Regions from separate parts of the Mus musculus genome. Here region 2 is linked to region 1. Evidence: chromatin contacts called from public HiChIP or PLAC-seq data. All regions are on one chromosome and are shown on one strand. The core of a region is the stretch at or near the end of the contact, and the rest is flanking DNA. Distances in the headings are between cores, read along the strand shown. Region 1 has its middle 9.3 kb from the start of Gm6093. Region 2 holds the start of Serpinb6e (serine (or cysteine) peptidase inhibitor, clade B, member 6e).

Region 1 (4,707 bases), core at 1,089-3,588:
CTGGTGTTGGGAACCTTACTTCCCTCATTCCTCTTTCCCATAACCCCAGTGGCTTTAGCTAGGGCTCCCAGTAGGGCTGCCCTTTTGCCACCCCGAAGAGTGGGTCAGAGGCTTAAATGCTCACCCGGGGATGAGTGGTAAGTGTATAGCAGCCCTTCCATGCCTGACTGATGAGAGAATAGGTAAAACTCTGACGGGGTCCTTCCCCCTCTTCCCCAGGGCCCCCTATTTTAGTTCCCAGCACATACTTATCAAAATAAATTAGACCTTGTGGCTACAGATGGCCTGCTTGTCTGTGCATAGTAGCTGTTGTGATGTTACTGGTCAAGAACACAGATAAATTGACTCTAGGACAGAATTTGGTAATTCTGTGAGAATTCTAGAGAGCATGGTTCACTAGCCCCCTGACTGATGACTGACTAACGCTCACATGACTCATTACCAGACTCTATTGCTTAACTCTGAAAGAGTCACTTCTCCCTGACCCTCGCATGTCTAAATTCAGTTACCATGCTCACAGAACGAGACATAGAGTCTCCTGTACATGACTGTCAGCAAATTCTTGCTGAGGCACATAGGTGACATGAAGATCTACAGACAAGCCACTAGAGGGCACAGATGTTACCTGGTTAACAGATGTGAACAGCTATCTAGAAAAAGAAATGAGACATGCTGGAGCAGTTGTGGTAGACAGACACCAAGTTATCTGGACAAAGGTCCTGCTAGAGGACACATTAGCCCAAAAGGCAAAACTGATCGTCCACACTAAGGTCCTGGAAATAAGAAAAGAAAAAAGACTCAATGTCTACATGGATAGCAAGTATGCTTTGGCCACAGCCCATGTCCATAGGGCCATATATCAACAGAGGGGTCTACTGAGAACTGGAGGAAAAGAAATTAAGAACAATGAGAAAATACCAGCTCTCCTGAGGGACCTCCATGACCCTGCCAAGGTAAACATCATCCACTGTCCTAGTCACCATTAGACAGATACCATGAAAGCAAGGGACGACAACATGGCAGACCAAGAATTGTTGCAGCCATGACCCTGCTGGTGCTCCTGGCAACAGAGCCCAAGTTTGCCTATACAGCAGAGGATTTAACCCTCATTTCCAAAGATTATAGTTACCAGTTCAACAAAAATAAGAGACTGTGGTATACCTCCAGGGGAAAGAAAATTCTGCCATAAAGACAAGCAGAGTCTATGCTCAAAAAGATGCACTTAGGGATAAGCAAGCTCATCCAGACATTCTCCAAGACTAAGTACCATGTATGAGGTTTAAAACACCTTGTGGAGCAGGTGTTGCACAAGTGTGTGCCCTGCTAAAATGTCAATGTCTGCCACATTACAGTGGATCCAGGGAAAAGGTACCGGGGAGACAAACCTGGCATCTATGGCAAGTAGACTTTACCAACGAAAATATGGGTATAAATACCTTCTTGCCTTTGTGAATATGATCTCGAGATGCATAGAAGCTTTTCACTGTAAAAATGAGACTGCTCAGATAGTCGTCAAGAAAATTATTGAAAAAAATTTCCAAGTTTCAGAATGCCAAAAGCAATAGGGTCAGATAATGGCCTTGCCTTTGTTGCCCAAGTAAGTCAGGGGGTGGTCAAGTATTACAGGTCAAATGGGAATTACATTGTATGTACAGACCTCAGAATTCAGGTCAGGTAGAAAGGATGAATAGAACCCTAAAAGAGACCTTGACAAATTAACCATGGAGACTGGCACAGACTGGGTGGTGTTCCTCCCCCCTGCCCTATTTAGAACCAGAAATATTTCCTCTCAATTCAGTCTTACTCCTTTTGAGATCCTTTATGAAGCTCCCACACCCCTCACTGTCTTGATTGAACCCACATGTTGTTATAATAATGATCTGTATGCTAAGTTAAAAGGCTTACATGTAGTAAAGAAGAAAGTCTGGTCACAACTGGCTACAGCGAATGAGCCTGGTACCTCAAAAACATCTCACCAGTTCCAGCTCAGGGATCCAATCTATGTGCACCTGCATCATGCCCAGACCCTTGAGCATTGCTGGAAGGATCCCTGCCTAGTGCAGTTTACTACCCCATCTTATCCTGTTTCTGTTCTTAATCTTTGGCCCATGCATCCTTAATTTATTAAATACAATACAAGTTTTGATGCTTAGACAGCAATATCAGCAGCTCCAACAAAGTGAACAAAGTGATACATCATTTCAGGATTAAAATGTAATAGAGGAAAATGGGGGAATGTAGAATCCAAAATAAATTCAAGACCACCTAGCTCCTTCCCCTTCTGAAGGGACTTTCAGAAATGTAGAGGTCAAAGTGACTAAGTCTGCAGCTGCCATAACAAAATAGCAGTTCCCAGAAAAATTCCCCTACTCTGCCCCTTACTGAGTTCTGAGAAAAACCACAAACCACCCTGATCTTGCTAGAAATCCCTCTGATGTTAATAGCTGTGATGTTAATAGCTGACCCATAAGTTCAAAATGTGCTGCTGCTTTGCTGATAACCCACCATAAGGGCAGCCAGAATGAGTCACTAGGCCAAAGGTAGTCACTATGCAAACCAACCAATGCCTGAAAGGGTTACTTGCTATACCAATGAGAATAATCCAGCTAGCCCTGTTGCCTAATTCTGCCCCTTACAAGGTATAAAAAGTGTATTTTTTCTTTGTTCAGGGTTTCTCCACTTGCCTGCATGCTAAGGGGGTTCCCCAAAGCATTGGATCAATAAAAATCTTCTTGCGGATTGAAGCAATGGCGTTCTCTGTGGTCTTTGTGAGTGAAAGTATTTTGATGGACTCCAACAGTGTGTTCCTTTTGGTTCTTGTGACTGACTTGTTTTGATCAAAGGTTTGTGAGTTCAATACATTATGCTTATTTTTGCTTTCAAAATGTTTACTATTGTATTTTATCATGTCTTTTTCCTGCCATGTCTACAATGCCTTAATAAAATAAATAATACTTTAAAAGTTGCCACTTAGCATTCCATGTTATCTTATGTGATAAATATGTTAATTCACTTGGAAAAATTATCAATTGAAAGATATGCATAAAAGATCCTGAATAAAATTTTGTATACTATATAAAGACATAAAGCAATATAACAAAATTGAACCATAAAATCTGTAGTTACTTTGTAAGATTAATAGTTTTTGAATGGTGTTTAGTTACTTGTGATATTATGTACAAGTAAGTTCAAGTGCCTACAGAGAGCTCCCCCTATTGGTAGTTGTTAGCTGCCTGATGTTGGTGCTGGGAACCAAATTTATGTCCTCTACAGGAACACTATGTGATTTTAACCACTGAACTCTTGTCTCTGGGCACGGGCCATGCCAGACGCATATTGACTATCACTGTAGATGTTAGCAATCTTTCCTTTGCCAATATTTGGAATAGGGTCAAAGCAATTAGTTCAACTTTTTGAGCCAAGGTCCCACGTGACAGGGCTGAGATCTATGTTATAGTGTAAAAAGCTACCACAACTGTGCCTGCATACCTGATTTTGCCTGTCTCAGTTATGGTTTCCTTTGCTGTGAAGGGACAGGAGGACCAAATAAGCTCTTATAAAATTTAACATTTTGGGAGCTCACATACAGGTTCAGAAGTTCAGTCCATTGTCATCATGGCTGGAACGTTGTGGAATCTAGGTAGATGTTGGCCTGGAGGAGCTGAAAGTTCTCCATGTAGATCCAAAGGTAGACAAGAGAAAACTGGCTTCCAGGCAGCTAAGAAGAAGGTCTGTCAAAGCCCATCCTCATGGAGACATAATTCCTACAACAAGGCCACTCCTCCAAATAGTGCTACTTCCTGGACTTGTAGGGGAGGAGCTGATACTAAAATCTGATTCCTTAATTGGTGAATGATTATATCAATAAAAATGGCAGAAGCCAATTGCTGGGTGAAGGGAAAGGTGGGATGTCCAGGCCCCAGGAGGAGGAGAAGGGACACAGGGAAAGAGGCTAGGCTTTGGAAGGAGGGACATGAACATATAGAGTCTCAGGCCACTCAGGCAGGCTCTGATGAGGGTCGGGGCTGTAGAGGTTTTCAGGAGCCAGCTATTTGCTGATATGTTTAGTGTTGGAGATTTTTTTTTCCCATCAATGTGCTATCTGGCTAGTTTTAAAACATAAAACTGTTTAATGTCCATCCATGGAGTTAACTTAGGGAAGAGAAGAAAGAGATCAGCTGTGGAGATAGTTTGTAGCTTGGTGATCCTAGCTGAGAGGGGCAAGTAGAGTGTGGACAACAGCTCCCAGATTTTCCTGATTGGGGAACGGTTGTGATCAAGATGGAGCAAGGAGAACAGGGCATGGTCAAAGCATTGGCCTCAAAAAATAGGCAAGGTGATAGCATGTTTTTTAAATTACAAACTGCATAGACCAAGCATATTCAAACCACCAGACCATCCTTCATCAAGCCACTCCCATCCATAGAAATAGATCATATCTGTTTCTGGCTCAAAAATAGCTTTTGAATTTGACCTCAGGTTCTGGACATGGTTCAGCACTGGAGAAGAGAATTTCATGACATCTAAGTATGGATTTGGGAGTAGTGTAGATTTAAGGCAGAAGGGGAGCTGTACCTAATGTGCAGTGGGTTTAGGAAGAGGGAATGATAATGCACCATTCAGGCTTTAGATATCCAGCAGTCTTTTGCCAGGAACTGTCAAAGAGAAGCTGAAAACTAGCAAGTGATTTTCCTGAGGTCATTCTAC
Region 2 (4,617 bases), core at 911-3,410, 280 kb before region 1:
AATAAAAAATTGTTTAAAAAATACTGGCTAGCATGACACCATAGGTCACAGATGAATTAGACAGAGGTCTGTGCCTAGTTTCTGGCATGTCATCAATTAAATTTTATATCAGACTTTCTCCTCCTCCCTAGAGCTCCCTGGGACTAAACCACCAATCAAAGAAAGCACACAGAGGTACTCGTGGCTCTAGCTGCATATGTAGCAGAGGATGGCCTAGTTGGCCATCAATGGGAGGAGAGGCCCTAGGTCCTGTGAAGGTTCTATGCCCCAGTATAGGGGAAGGCCAGGGCCAAGAAGTGGGAGTGGGTGAGTTGGGGAGCATGGGGAGGTGGGAGGGTATAGGGGATTTTCAGAGGGGAAATAGGAAAGGGGATAACATTTGAAATGTAAATGAAGGGAACATCTAAATTAAAAAAAAAAAGGTAAAAACTCACAGCTGGGCTTGAAGCCTGGTTTGCCACTGAGATCTACTAAGTAGAGGGGTCTGAGCTCTGGTAAAAGATCCTAAAAGTTCCTCAGAAAAGTGTCTGTCTTCACAGACTTTGGAGACTCAGAGTCTCCAAAGATCAGTGGTTTGAGTCTAACTTTCCAGCCCATGCATACAACTGTCACAGACCCAGACACATTCCAAAAAGACTACAGAAAAGTAAGTCCACTCCCAGGCCTCTTGCTGGCTTCAACTCTCTGAGAACCCAAAGCCTGATGCATGTGTTAGGAGGCCAGGATCTCACTTTCTGGGCAGGCTGGGGTCACATATAGATTCCTAAATTGAGGATTGCCACATTTTATAAAGTAAAGGCATCCTGTACAACCAAGTGTCAGATCAAATGTCAGTAAGGTCATTGCTGTGAGTCCTTGGTTTAGGCAAAGGAGGCAGAGTTGGCCAGACCCTTAAACTTGGCCATCATTTACCCACAAGTTCATCTTGCCCTCCAAGATAACTGTGAGATGACAAACAGGGTTTTCGTCCTCATTTGAAAAAAAAAAAAAAAAAGCAACTCTTCTTTTTAGCATATCTGGGAAAACGTACATGTGCTGTATGTGTTTATACTAGATTCTACATACAGCAATAATTTCTGCCTTTCCTTCAAAAGAATAGCATTTTGTTATCTGTGAATGGTTTCGTAACTTGAACTTAAAAGACTGCTCCCTTCAACACACACACACACACACACACACAAACACACCACATAGACACAAAAGCACAGACTGCCCACACTTGTGTATACATTATGTACATACACTACACTCACATAAAAATGAGAGAAACACACACATACACACACACACACACACACACACAGAGAGAGAGAGAGAGAGAGAGAAACAGACAGAGACAAAGAGACAGACAGAGACAGAGAGACAGACAGAGACAGAGAGATATTTACTAGGAATGCTATTCATGAGTGACAAACAACTAATTTTACTCATGTATTTTGATTTTTTTTCAAATAAGTGCATTTTTCTGTGTCTAATTATTTTGGCCCAGAGAATAGTGGAGATGTGGAACACCTAGTTGTCTTTGTTTCTTTTCTCTCTCTCTCTCTCTCTCTCTCTCTCTCTCTCTCTCTCTCTCTCTCTCTCCCTTCCTTCCTTCCTTCCTTCCTTCCTTCCTTCCTTCCTTCCTTCCTTCCTTCCTTCCTTCCCTCCCTCCCTCCCTCCCTCCTTCCCTCCTTCCTTTCTTTCTTTCTTTCTTTCTTTCTTTCTTTCTTTCTTTCTTTCTTTCTTTCTTTCTATTTGTTTAACTGTACTTGCTAGACAAACACTCAGATTTCTGTTGTGCTTTGTCCCATTTATGCCCATTAAGTGCTGGTGCACTTCTGGTGTTGATAAGGCTGTCATTCAGTCTTGAAAAAGGCAGAGTGAACAGGATGCTGAGACCACATTTTAGTCCTTCATAGAAAATTACTCAGAGACTCCAGCCTGGGTTTGATCCTCTTCCTGTTCTTCCAGAGTTTGTTGTTAGAAAAGTTATCCAGGACCAGAAAAGTCAGCTGCCCTATTGCCACTTGGGATGGCCAGGAGGCAAAAGATGTGTTGTTTTGCTGGGTTCAGGTCACCAGGCTCTGACCTCTGAATTTCCTAACCTAGAAGGCCCAGACTACACCCACCTCTCTGCTCTACCAGTATTTGAGGCCCTGGGTGCAGCTAGTGCCTTCAGATATATGCTCTTCTCATCATCTCCAGGTGAACCTAGGGTCCTGTATATGCTCTGCTGCGGGCTGGCTTTGGCACTGGGTACTGGCAGGAAGGTGTGTGTGGTTCAGGGCAAGAGCCCTGCAATCCTGGTTATGATTTCTTATCTGAGCCATGAGAGAGTCCCAATGACTCCTCTAGGGTGTCAGTTTCCGTTGTTGGTGCTGCCCTTGTGTTCCCAGCCAGGTGGTGGCTCTGCCACCTGCTCTGATGCCAGGGACATGAGTAAAGCACAGATTGTGGAGGTAGCTTGTGCACTAAGGGGTCTGTCAGCTGACCCTGGGGACACGTGTGACTCTGCTTGCTCAGAAGTTGAGATACTGAACTCCTGTCAAATGAGACAAGCTTTGGAATCTCAAAGGGCTGGAGTCAGAAAGGCTTGGAAGTCAGTGCCAAGGGTATTGGATCTGTTTTTCTGGAGGCTCTCTAGAATGTGTTGTGGTCTTTGTGACTTGCAAAACTGGAAATTTTGCAAACCACAGCTACTTGGAGACCCTCAATGTGAGAAGATAAGAAACTGGTGTGGAGCTCTCCTGATCATTTGGTGTGCTTTCTATTAAATGCATGTCAGGTGAAATGTTAAAGGATCTGGAGTCTACCAGGATAGCCTTATAGGTTTTGCCAAAAGTTTTGATCCTGTTTTCTGTTCCAGATGAAACTGTCCGGTGAGTTACATTTTTCTCACTTTCTCCTTGTTTGTTGATGGACACAGAGCTTTGTTGTGCTGATCAAGTGATCTGCCCCTGAAAAACAGGTCTTCAACTCCCTTTTCTCTTAAAATTGTTTTGAGAATTAAAAGTATGTAAAATTAGCATTTCCATGGTATTGAGGTGACTGGAAATTTTAGGGAGTCCTACCTAGAGTACCATCTGGTTCTAGGAAAACTGGGGTTCTTTTTTAAGGGTTCCCAGATGCTTTAAAAATTTTTTCACCAAGAAAAGACACAAATGGAAACTTGACCGGTTTTATTAGAGTTTAAAAGAAAAACCACAGAACAGCTCTTGGGAGTTTTGAGGTAGAGTGGAGGAAGAGAAAAATCCTGCTGATTGAGTTAGGAAGGGAGGTTCAGCAAGCAGCCAAATGCAAAAAGGGAAGCAGTATAGAAGCAAGGAAGGCTTACTCAAGGTGTGGAGAGAAACAGAAAGAAAGAGACAAAAATGAGAAAAGGGAACAGCTGGGCTTTTCTGTGTTTTGACACAAAAGGATGGACATAGCAACCAGAGCCTCACAGCAGCTTGGAAGTGACAGTACCAGATGTGGGTTTTCTGGAAAGTATAAGTTCATTATCTCCTTAGATGGACAATTATCTCCCATGCATTTAGCTGGACATTTGCTGAATCCCCTCCAGAGGGATGGTCTCTTAGCCACGTGATTAACTCTTTGTTTTTTGAGTAGCTTGGAATGTTAGATATCCCCAGGCCAGAGGTAGAGTCCATTCTCTTGACCAGAAGGAAATAACTTTTTTGAATTGGCCTCAACAGAGAGCTTTGATCAAGGCTACTGTAACAATCTTCTCTCTAAAGAGGTGACACCCAATCATTTAGGAGAGCTTCCAGAGACTCTCCTGTTTCACCTCCCTGGCACATGATTAGGATAGCAACTATGTGCTACCTTGTCAATCGTTACACATGCATGGCAGTCCCTCTATCCATTGAGCTATTTTCCAAGCCCAGTAGATTTTTTTTTGTTTGTTGGTTTTTGATTCCACCTCCTTGGCTCATGACTGGGATCACTAATATATACCTCCTTCTTGAGCTTTACAGTTTCTGAGGGTCCAAACTAAGATCGTCACAATTGCATGGCATGCACTTTACCAACTAAGTCATTTCCCCTGCCCAACACCAATATTTCAATCAGCAATGATATTCAATCTCTCCTCCAAGCAGTCAGACTTCGTACTTCCCTAATTCCCTCCTGAAAGAAACTGGGAGATGTTAAGTATTATGCTATTGCACTAGAAAAATTGGACATGCATGTAAGGTCCTTGTTTTCATTTGTTTATTTTCTTTGATACAGGGCCTCATTATGTAGCCTATGCTAGCCTGGACTTGCTATATCGACAAGGATGGACACTTTGTGCATGTGCCTTTACTTTCCATGCTGTATCTGTCTCTTGTTCACCAAGTCAGAGCACAATGTTGGTGAGAGTGAAAATTCAGGCTATATATTAGATTGTGTGTTTATTATGCTTATTGTAATCCTTCATTCTAGGTACACCATCATGGACTCTCTGCTGGAAGCAAATGCTACTTTTACCTTAAAGCTTTTTAGAGTATTGGGCGAAGACAGCTCAAAAAATGTATTTTTCTCATCCTCGAGCATGTTTTCATCTCTGGCTCTCATCTTAATGGGAGCAAATGGAACCACTGCAAGCCAGATAAGTCAGGTAATCAGCACCATTATACAGCAGATAAATACTGT

What was found. HiChIP or PLAC-seq counts read pairs in DNA pulled down with a chosen protein or histone mark.
Region 2: an H3K4me3 HiChIP or PLAC-seq map of the 230-238 cell line shows a contact between it and region 1, with 11 read pairs. The contact joins the promoter of Serpinb6e here to the enhancer-like site in region 1. A contact is called at or near these places in 4 of 39 promoter capture datasets (embryonic stem cells and stem cell-derived epiblast-like cells) and 4 of 115 datasets of contacts at active chromatin or transcription factors (the 230-238 cell line, bone marrow-derived dendritic cells and embryonic stem cells).

The regions. Positions count from the first base shown.
Region 1 is chr13:33,557,647-33,562,353 of GRCm38.p6, reverse strand. No RefSeq gene overlaps it. Among named protein-coding and RNA genes, the nearest start is that of Gm6093, 9.3 kb to the left of the region's middle. Within about 2 kb of position 2,338, at least 35 of the 459 cell types and tissues checked have an H3K27ac peak or open chromatin away from gene starts, as enhancers often do. A contact at or near this core is called in the 230-238 cell line, where this site is marked.
Region 2 is chr13:33,840,951-33,845,567 of GRCm38.p6, reverse strand. Serpinb6e (serine (or cysteine) peptidase inhibitor, clade B, member 6e) reads left to right here and starts at 2,160. Exons shown (of 8, transcript NM_001045535.2): 1 at 2,160-2,187; 2 at 2,849-2,861; 3 at 4,213-4,582. The coding sequence starts at 4,262.